Regions from separate parts of the Salmo salar genome. Here region 2 is linked to region 1. A link is a contact called in public Hi-C data. All regions are on one chromosome and are shown on one strand. The core of a region is the stretch at or near the end of the contact, and the rest is flanking DNA. Distances in the headings are between cores, read along the strand shown. Region 1 overlaps znf76 (zinc finger protein 76). Region 2 holds the start of LOC106583494 (protein BTG2).

What was found. Hi-C and Micro-C count contacts between places; a contact is called where the count stands out from the background.
Region 2: a Hi-C map of muscle shows a contact between it and region 1, with 9 times the contacts expected there. The contact joins the promoter of LOC106583494 here to the enhancer-like site in region 1. A contact is called at or near these places in 3 of 3 Hi-C or Micro-C datasets (blood, gill and muscle).

What each region holds. Positions count from the first base shown.
Region 1 is chrssa22:41,265,805-41,270,159 of Ssal_v3.1, forward strand. It overlaps znf76 (zinc finger protein 76), which reads left to right. Exons shown (of 13, transcript XM_045705511.1): 13 at 1-669. Among protein-coding and RNA genes, the nearest start is that of znf76, 28 kb to the left of the region's middle. Within about 2 kb of position 2,022, at least 12 of the 13 cell types and tissues checked have an H3K27ac peak or open chromatin away from gene starts, as enhancers often do. A contact at or near this core is called in gill and muscle, where this site is marked.
Region 2 is chrssa22:41,299,846-41,304,200 of Ssal_v3.1, forward strand. LOC106583494 (protein BTG2) reads right to left here and starts at 1,865. Exons shown (of 2, transcript XM_014167737.2): 1 at 1,394-1,865; 2 at 1-936. The coding sequence starts at 1,541. The coding sequence ends at 584.

The DNA.
Region 1 (4,355 bases), core at 772-3,271:
TGGCATATCATGACACGATAATGGATAAAAGCGTCTGCTAAATGGCATATCGTGATACAAGAACGGATAAAAGTGTCTGCTAAATGGCATATCGTGATACAAGAACGGATAAAAGTGTCTGCTAAATGGCATATCGTGATACAAGAACGGATAAAAGCGTCTGCTAAATGGCATATCGTGATACAAGAACTGATAAAAGCGTCTGCTAAATGGCATATCGTGATACAAGAACGGATAAAAGCGTCTGCTAAATGGCATATCGTGATACAAGAACGGATAAAAGCGTCTGCTAAATGGCATATCGTGATACAAGAACGGATAAAAGCGTCTGCTAAATGGCATATCGTGATACAAGAACGTCTGTTTTGGTTTTGTATTTCTCTGACTGCAGTGAGTTTTCCAGTACTGTGTACTTCTGCGTCTACTCTGAAGTTTTGGTTTGGAGAGTGCTCTTAAACAGATGGATTCTTTCAACTGAAACACTTGTGAAACGGTTCACAGAGGTAGACTGTCCGTCTGAGGAGCTAAAAGTTGGCCTTGTCTACGTCATTGAAGAAATGAACTGCAAAACTACAGAACCCAATATCAGCGGTATCAAGCTGCGTCGTGTATCTGGATCTATGCTGATGTTGCCGAGGTGTACATTTGTCAATAAATAGCTTTACCTTTGCTGTGTGTCTCACAATGCTTTTTTGGCTGATATTATTTATCTAATTATTCTTTTCACCACCAGAGGGCAGACTCACACCTAAAATACCCCTCAACCAAGAAAATGTTTTTGAGAAAGACCTGTCAGCTATGGTGTTTTCCTTCTTTCAGAAAGATTAGCTTCTTTGATTATGTTTACAGACTTAAGTCTCTCCTATGAGATGTTTTGTTCATGGCATAATGTTTATGTTTAAAAGTAATTTTTTAACAAGACAAAGACAGTAACACCATAAAACGTCACTGTACAAACAGTGCATCTTAATGTAATAATAGGTCAAGGAAACAGGAGAGACATAAGTCTTCAATGATAATTCACTCATTCATGCATGTTTTAATGAAACAATTCAAGTCATGGCTAAAGAAAAAAGGGTGGAAAAATAAACTGGGAATAAAACAAACGGGGAAGACAAAACATGAGGTCACCATTGAATCTTTGCATTCCACCACTAGCTGTCTCCACCTCTCTCATTTGTTATGTGTTGCCACTTGTTGTGCCCACCCCCTCCCTGCACCCTCCAGCCTGCCTGCCTCTCACACAAAGGGGCAGATGGCCAAGCAGCAGCCCAGCCCTCTCATCCCCAGGATCAGTGCATTCCAGCCCCGCCACACTCCAACTAGTCCCCCCTTTATCATGACTGTCGTGGTGGTGTTGGTAGTTGTTCAGGCCAAGAAAATGAACTAAACACGGAGGTATGGTGATCTGGATCTCATCGCTGTTCAGAAGGAGGAGAGCCTTTAACGACAGTGTTTTGGTCACATTCCCCTGCTCAGACTTTACATCCATCAACCAATGGTCGTATGCCACGTCATCGACTGACAGATTGCTATAACATATGTTGTGGTTATCTGATACGTAAAATATAGTACCTTTCCAGGTGTAGTTAGATCTGTAATGCGTCAGCAACGTCTGAGCAGAGGAACACACCCATAATCAACACCAGCTCCCACCAGGCAGACCACAGGACACACCAAACCCTTCCTCCTCTCCACCCTTCCTACTTCCTGCTTTGCTGCTCTGTTCTCCCTCGACAACAGCACCTGATTGGCGGGGGGCGGCTCTGACATAACGCCTCATCGGGACCAACAGCTGCAGTGAGTGAGAGAGAGAAGGTAGAGAGAGCAGAGGCAAAGGAGTTGGTGTAAAGGGAGAGTGAGAGGTGAAACAGTAAATAGAGAGATTTGAGACAGGAGAACCGAGGAGAGATACAAAGAAAGACACGTAAGAGGAGGTTAGGAGAAATATAGAGCAGAGCCAGAGAGAGGAGCTTTGGACAACCTACTCTATTGTGGTCCTCCCAGCTCTCCGTGCTCCCTCGCTTCCTGTAGTTCTTGTGTTTACTGACACGTGTTAGAGCGGCCTTGGCTGCATCCTGTCTCTGAGAGGAGAATGAGGAGAATAGGGCTTACGCCTAGTACACACACACACACATCTCAAGACCTAGCACCAAAACGCACTCAAATCTCACACACTTTCCCACACACAAACTCCCTGAAGTCAAACACTCAGCGAACCCCCCTTATAGCCTATAATCACCTCCTTCAGCTAAGTGATGCCAGACTAGTGTTTCAGAAATAGTGCGTTGGGACTGGTGGGTTGGGGAGGATTCCCTTCAGATTACAATTTCAGGATACTTTCAGACTACTTGCTGACTAAACATTGGTTTTGTTGGCTTGGTGGCCTAAAAGCATTAGGTGGGTCTCAAACAACAAAAAAACGTTTTTGATTGGGTTGGTTGAAGTCATAAGACCTGTTATCTGCTTGTGGCTGATAGGGTGGCTGGCTCTAGCCATAACTAAAACAACAGACCTCACCAGTGGTATAATCAGCTGTCATCTTGGTTTACTAATCTGATGAACAAAGAGACATTCACAGGAGCTGGCTTCCTGCCAGAGGTGTACAGTGCAACCTGGGTAGGAGGTCAAGGAGTGACCTAGGCTCCTCCCTCTGTTAACCAGATCTGAGTGAAATGAATCTGTGTGTTGGAATGATGTGCTGACACACACAAACACGTGGAAGATCTCTCATTTACTCATACACAAGGGTAACCGATGTGAAATGGCTAGTTAGTTAGTGGTGGTGCGCGCTAATAGTGGTTCAATCGGGTGACGTCACTCGCTCTGAGACCTGAATTAGTTGTTCCCCTTGCTCTGCAAGGGCCGCGGCTTTTGTGGCGCGATGGGTAACGATGTTTCGTGGGTGTCAGTTGTTGATATGTGCAGAGGGTTCCTGGTTCAAGTCCAGGTTGGGGCGAGGAGAGGCACGGAAGCTATACTGTTACATGCTGACACACACAATTCATTTTAGAAAAGGCTTATTCATTAATCCTGTATTCTTATATACACCTGTACATTTAGCTTATTCACACACTGGAAAAGAACATCTAGCCGCTCGAGAACACCCTTTCCTGCCGATCTATAAATTATGTCTCCGCAATCTAGCATGGGTAGGATGGTCATCTGAATCACGGTTAGTTTGGCAGCTGGGGTGAACCTTCACCCCAGTCTGAGATCCTGAGCAGGTTTTCATCAAGGATTTCTGTACTTTGCTCCATTCATCTTTGCCTCGATCCTGACTAGTCTCCCAGTCCCTGCCGCTGAAAAACATCCCCTCAGCATGATGCTGTCACCACCATGCTTCACCGAAGGGATGGTGCCAGGTTTCCTCCAGACGTGACACTTGGCATTCAGGCCAAAGAGTTCAATCTTTGTTTCATCAGACCAGAGTATCTTGTTTCTCATGGTCTGAGAGTCTTTAGGTGGCTTTTGCAAACTCCAAGTGGGCTGTCATGTGCCTTTTACTGAGGAGTGACTTCCGTCTGGTCACTCTACCATAAAGGCCTGATTGGTGCTACAGAGATGGTTGTCCTTCTGTAAGGTTATCCCAACTCTACAGAGGAACTCTAGAGCTCTGTCAGAGTGACCATCGTGTACTTGGTCACCTCTCTGACCAAGACCATTCTCTCCCTATTGCTCAGTTTGGCCGTGCGACCAACTCTAGGAAGAATCTTGGTGGTTCCAAACTTCCTCCATTTAAGAATGATGGAGGTCACTGTGTTCAATGCTGCAGAAATGTGTTGGTACGCTTCCCCAGATCTGTGCCTCGACACAATCCTGTCACAATCCTGTACGGACAATTCCTTTGACCTCATGGCTTGGTTTTTCCTCTGACATGCACTGTCAACTGTGGCACCTTATATAGACAGGTGTGTGTGCCTTTCCAAATCATGTCCAATCAATTGAATTTACCACAGGTGGACTCTAATCAAGTTGAAGAAACATCTCAAGGGTGATCAATGGAAACAGGATGCACCTGAGCTAAATGAGTCTAATAGCAAAAGGTCTGAATACTTATGTAAATAAGGTATTTCTGTTTTCACTTTGTCATTATGGGGTATTGTATGTAGATTGCTGAGGATTTTTAAAATACATTTTAGAGTAAGACTGTAACGTAACACAGTGGAAAAATTCAAGGGGTCTGAATACTTTCCAAATTGTTTAATTTATTTTCTACTCTGGACTCCGACATTGCTCATCCTAATATTTATATATTTCATTATCCTATTCTTTTACTTTTAGATTTTTTTATTGTTCTGAATTGTTAGAAATAACTGCACTGTTGGAGCTAGGAACACAAGCCTTTCGCTACA
Region 2 (4,355 bases), core at 615-3,114, 34 kb after region 1:
CAGCTCTTTTTCAACTAGGATGTCAGACGTTGTCTTGAGTCTTTGATTTCAGGGCACAGGTAGGTTAAAAGAGGCCCTGTAAGATTACAAACCAGCAGTACACCAAATTACACAGAAACATATTTTTAAAAAGTTCATCTTGGAAATGTATGGGTACCTGAACAAATACTTAACTCTCCAGTTATGATTGCTTTAGTATACATTTGTGAGAAGTGGCAATGGTGTGAAGTACTTTTACTATTGCACCATGAGATACTAACATCAGAATCCCAGAATCGTTTTGTTTACACTTTGAGTCCTGGCTTGATTGTAGTGTGCCAAGACCACAGGACAGAAGCACACTACATACTGAGTCTCTGTAGTGCAAAAAGAGCCAATGGGCTGGTAGTCAAACAAAATACAAAAAAAAGCTAACCCAACAGAAACACTACAACAAATACCCAGTGCTTTAAGAAAACTCACATTTAAAAAAAAAGGGGTAAATGCTGCGAAATGTAAGTAGAAAAATAATCACTGTGGGTGGTCGACGGGCTTCACACTGACGCTGTTCACGTAGCCAGTCGAGGTAATGCCTGGTTCCGCACTAACTCGAGACGGTCATCAGGTAGTTCTTCGGGGGGCTAGTGCGGCCACCGATCAGAAATTGATTCTTGCAGTTTTGTGTGGGGTCGGGGCTTGGTGCTGCTGCTGGCGCTGGGGCCGCTGCTTCATAGAGGACACATATGGAGCCATCCTCACCGATGCGGTAAGAGACCTCAAAGGGGTCCACCCAGAGGGTCAGCTCCCGGGGAAGGAGGGCGAAGAGCTGATCGCTAGTAAGTCCGATCCGACCAGCAGCCCTGCCAATAATTGGGTCCATTTCATGGTTCATTCGGATGCAGCGGTAGCCAGAGCCCTTCTGTGGTCTGTCTGGGAACCAGTGGTTCTGGTAGTGCTCTGTGAAGAGAGAATGATCAGAATGAAGGCACGAAACTAGAAGAGTCAACTTAACTTGTTGCTTTGAAAACAAAGCACCAGCTAATGAATTTGGGCCTACTACAATCAGCTCGAGACATTATGCTAAATTAAGCTAACGAGGAAGCTTGCTAACGAATTTGCTGACTTGCAAAATTATTTTAAAAATGTGTCGAATTACATGTTCGTTGTCTCCCCCCCAGCATTACCTAATAAATATATATATATATATTAGATACTTTTGCTGACTAACGTCGATCAGATTAAAAAAGTAGTTCGATTTGACTGTCAGTTGGAACAGACAAAGCCAAGACTAGCTAACGTTAGCTAGGCTACCGTTAGTCAACTAACTAGCCAAAACACTATGCAGCCATTTCCACAATAACTAGTTCGTAGCCAAACGTTTTTTTTTTATTACAGGAAAAGCCAACCAAATTACCTGATAATGACTGTTGAAGACAATCTCTGAAATCATGAAGTTGGTGTTCACTCAGGAAGCCCCTTGTTCTCAATAACCTGGAAACAAACGTCGCAGCGGCCGTTACTTCGGGTCCCATTTCACCTCTAGATGAGTATCCTTGGTTCATTTTGCCAGCAAAATTTTTATTTCAGCTCGTAGGAAATAAAAGAGTTTGACAGTAATGCAGTATGAAACCGAAGTAACGTTAGCTAGCTATAGCGGAAGTAGCTATGCGAGTCCTGGACGAATCCTTCAGCAAAAATGAATCTTCAAGTCAGAAGCAGTGATATCAAAGCAACAAGTTGGCTCTAGCCAAAGTAACAATCAGCATTATTTATCCAAAATATTTGTTCGATTGGAAGTGGCGTTTGATGTTATTTTTCGCTCAAGTGCCACTTCCAAGTTGTCTGTGCTCGCACTACAGCTTGTGGCTTCTTTTTTATCAAGGGACAGAATATGTGATGTCACTTAATTGCAAGTTTTGAGTGATTGGCATTTTAACCAATGAAATTCACAGAAAAACCATACACAGCGCTCCCCGTGCGATGTGATTGGTTCACATCGTGGAAAACCGAGGTGGGTGTAAAATGCAAATGAGGTTCCGTCCATCACCAAATATAGAAATTGACGTCTAACCCTGCTCTAAAGTATTCGTGACGACTGTGCAACAAAAAACACAAGCTACTTACCGTAAATTTCAAGCGATAAAATGTGGTTTTCTACTACATTAACAAGCGTATTCAACAACTATTGACATCGGCTCAAAGAGTTATTGTTTACAGATATACCATGTAGCCTACATCGGCGACGGCTATTTGGAAGAAAAACAGTTTTTTACCGGTTTAGCCAAACAAATGAACCTAGTATTGACAAAAATACTCATCCCATTTTACATATTTAATTTAAAGCTAGAATCCTTAGTTGCTACATACATTAGACACTTATAAATACATTATTTTGTACCAATTGATTCTTGAATAATATAACTTATAAATAAATGCATCATGAGCTTGGTTCAACTGTCGTTCCCCATCAGAACCCCAAATATATCTTTTTTACTCCCAATGTTTGTAAACAATGTAAATGTAAACAAACTGTATAGTTCCAAAACATGGTTACAACTATAACTTTGATATGGATGGTCAGTCCTTGCATCCATTGCTCTTTTGATGAATTTGAGAGTGGTTACATTTCTACAGGCCCATGCCAGATAACACAATTATTCAGGCACAACTGTGGGCTACCACATACTTCATGTTTTTCAGCTTTTGACCAAAACAGAGGAGGGGTAAATGCTTTGTAATTGTTTCAATTAAGGCCTCCAGCTTTAATCAGTGCTACTACAATTGTATATGGGGAAATAAAAGACTAGGCAGAATAAACTTTCTCGGCTGTGAGAAACAAAATGTTAAATCACAGAGTTCAGGTTTAACGTTCAAGTGTGTGTGCGTGTGTATGTGTGTGTTGTGGGTCCTCTGGCGCTACTACAGGGACATCTAGTGGTCGTAAATGAAAATAATAGTTTGCCAGTTTAACCCTCTGTTCAAATCAAATTGTATTTGTCACATGCGCAGAATACAACTTGTGTAGACTTTACCGTGAAATGCTTACTTAAGAGCTCTTCTCAACAGTAGTAACACGAGGAATAAAATACACGAGAATGGAGCTATATAAAGGGAGTACTAGGTCAATGTGCAGAGGTACGTGGTATTTGAGGTACATTTTATTTATTAATATTTTACCTTTATTTAACTAGGCAAGTCAATTAAGAACAAATTCTTATTTACAATGACGGCCTACTTGTAAAGCCCCCCTGCCAAACCCTCCCCTAACCCGGATGACGCTGGGCATGGCAGCCCTATTGGACTCTTGAGCACGGCCGGTTGTGATACAGCCTGGGATCAAACCCGGATCTGTAGTGCCTTAGACCGCTGCGCCACTCGGGAAGCCAAAAAGATACTGTATGTACAACTGTATGTACATTAAAGCAGGGTAAAGTGACTAGGCATCAGGATAAATAATAATACGAGTAAAATAAAGAACAGAGTAGCAGCAGCAAATGATGAGTGTAAAAGTGTTTGCGTGTAATGTGTATGTAAGCCTATGTGTGTGTGTTATATGTGTGCGTATGAAGTGTATGTGAATGGGTGTGGGTTTTGTGTGTGTAAGTGAGTGTGTATATGATTTGTGCTTCTACGTCTGCATTAAAGCACTTTGTAACATCTGCAGATGTAAAAAGGGCTTTATAAATACATTTGATTGATTGATATATATAGTCTAGTGAGTGTGCGTAGATTCATTTACAAGATAGAGTCAGTTGCAGATAGTTCGGTTACCATTAATTGACTATTTAGCATTGTGTCTATTTAGCTGTCTCGATGCTCTGGTATCATTTGCCGGACGGTAGCAGAGTGAACATACTATGGCTTCGGTGGCTTTGCTCTGAGACAGCCTGATATAGAGGTCCTGGATGGCAGGAAGCTCGGCCCCAGTGATGTACTGGGCTCTCCGCACCACCTTCTGTAGATCTTTGCAGTCAAGTGTGGTGCATTTGCCATACCAAGCTGTGATGCAGCCAGTCAATGTTCTCGATGGTGCAGTTGTAGAACTTTTTGAGGATCCGAGGGCCCATACCAAATCTTTTCAGCCTTCTGAGGAGGAAGAGGCGCTGCCGTGCCCTATTCACGACTGTGCGGACCATGTTAGGTCCTTAGTGATGTGGACACCAAGGAACTTGAAGCTCTCAAGTCTCGACCCGCTCCACAACAGCCCCTTCGATGTGGATGGGGCCGTGCTCTCCCCTCTTTCTCCTGTAGTCCACGATCAGCCTATTGGTCTTACTGACAGTGAGGAAGAAGTTGTTGTCCTGGCACCACACTGCTAAGTCTCTGACCTCCTCCCTGTAGACTGACTCATTGCCGTCAGTGATTAGGCCACGCAG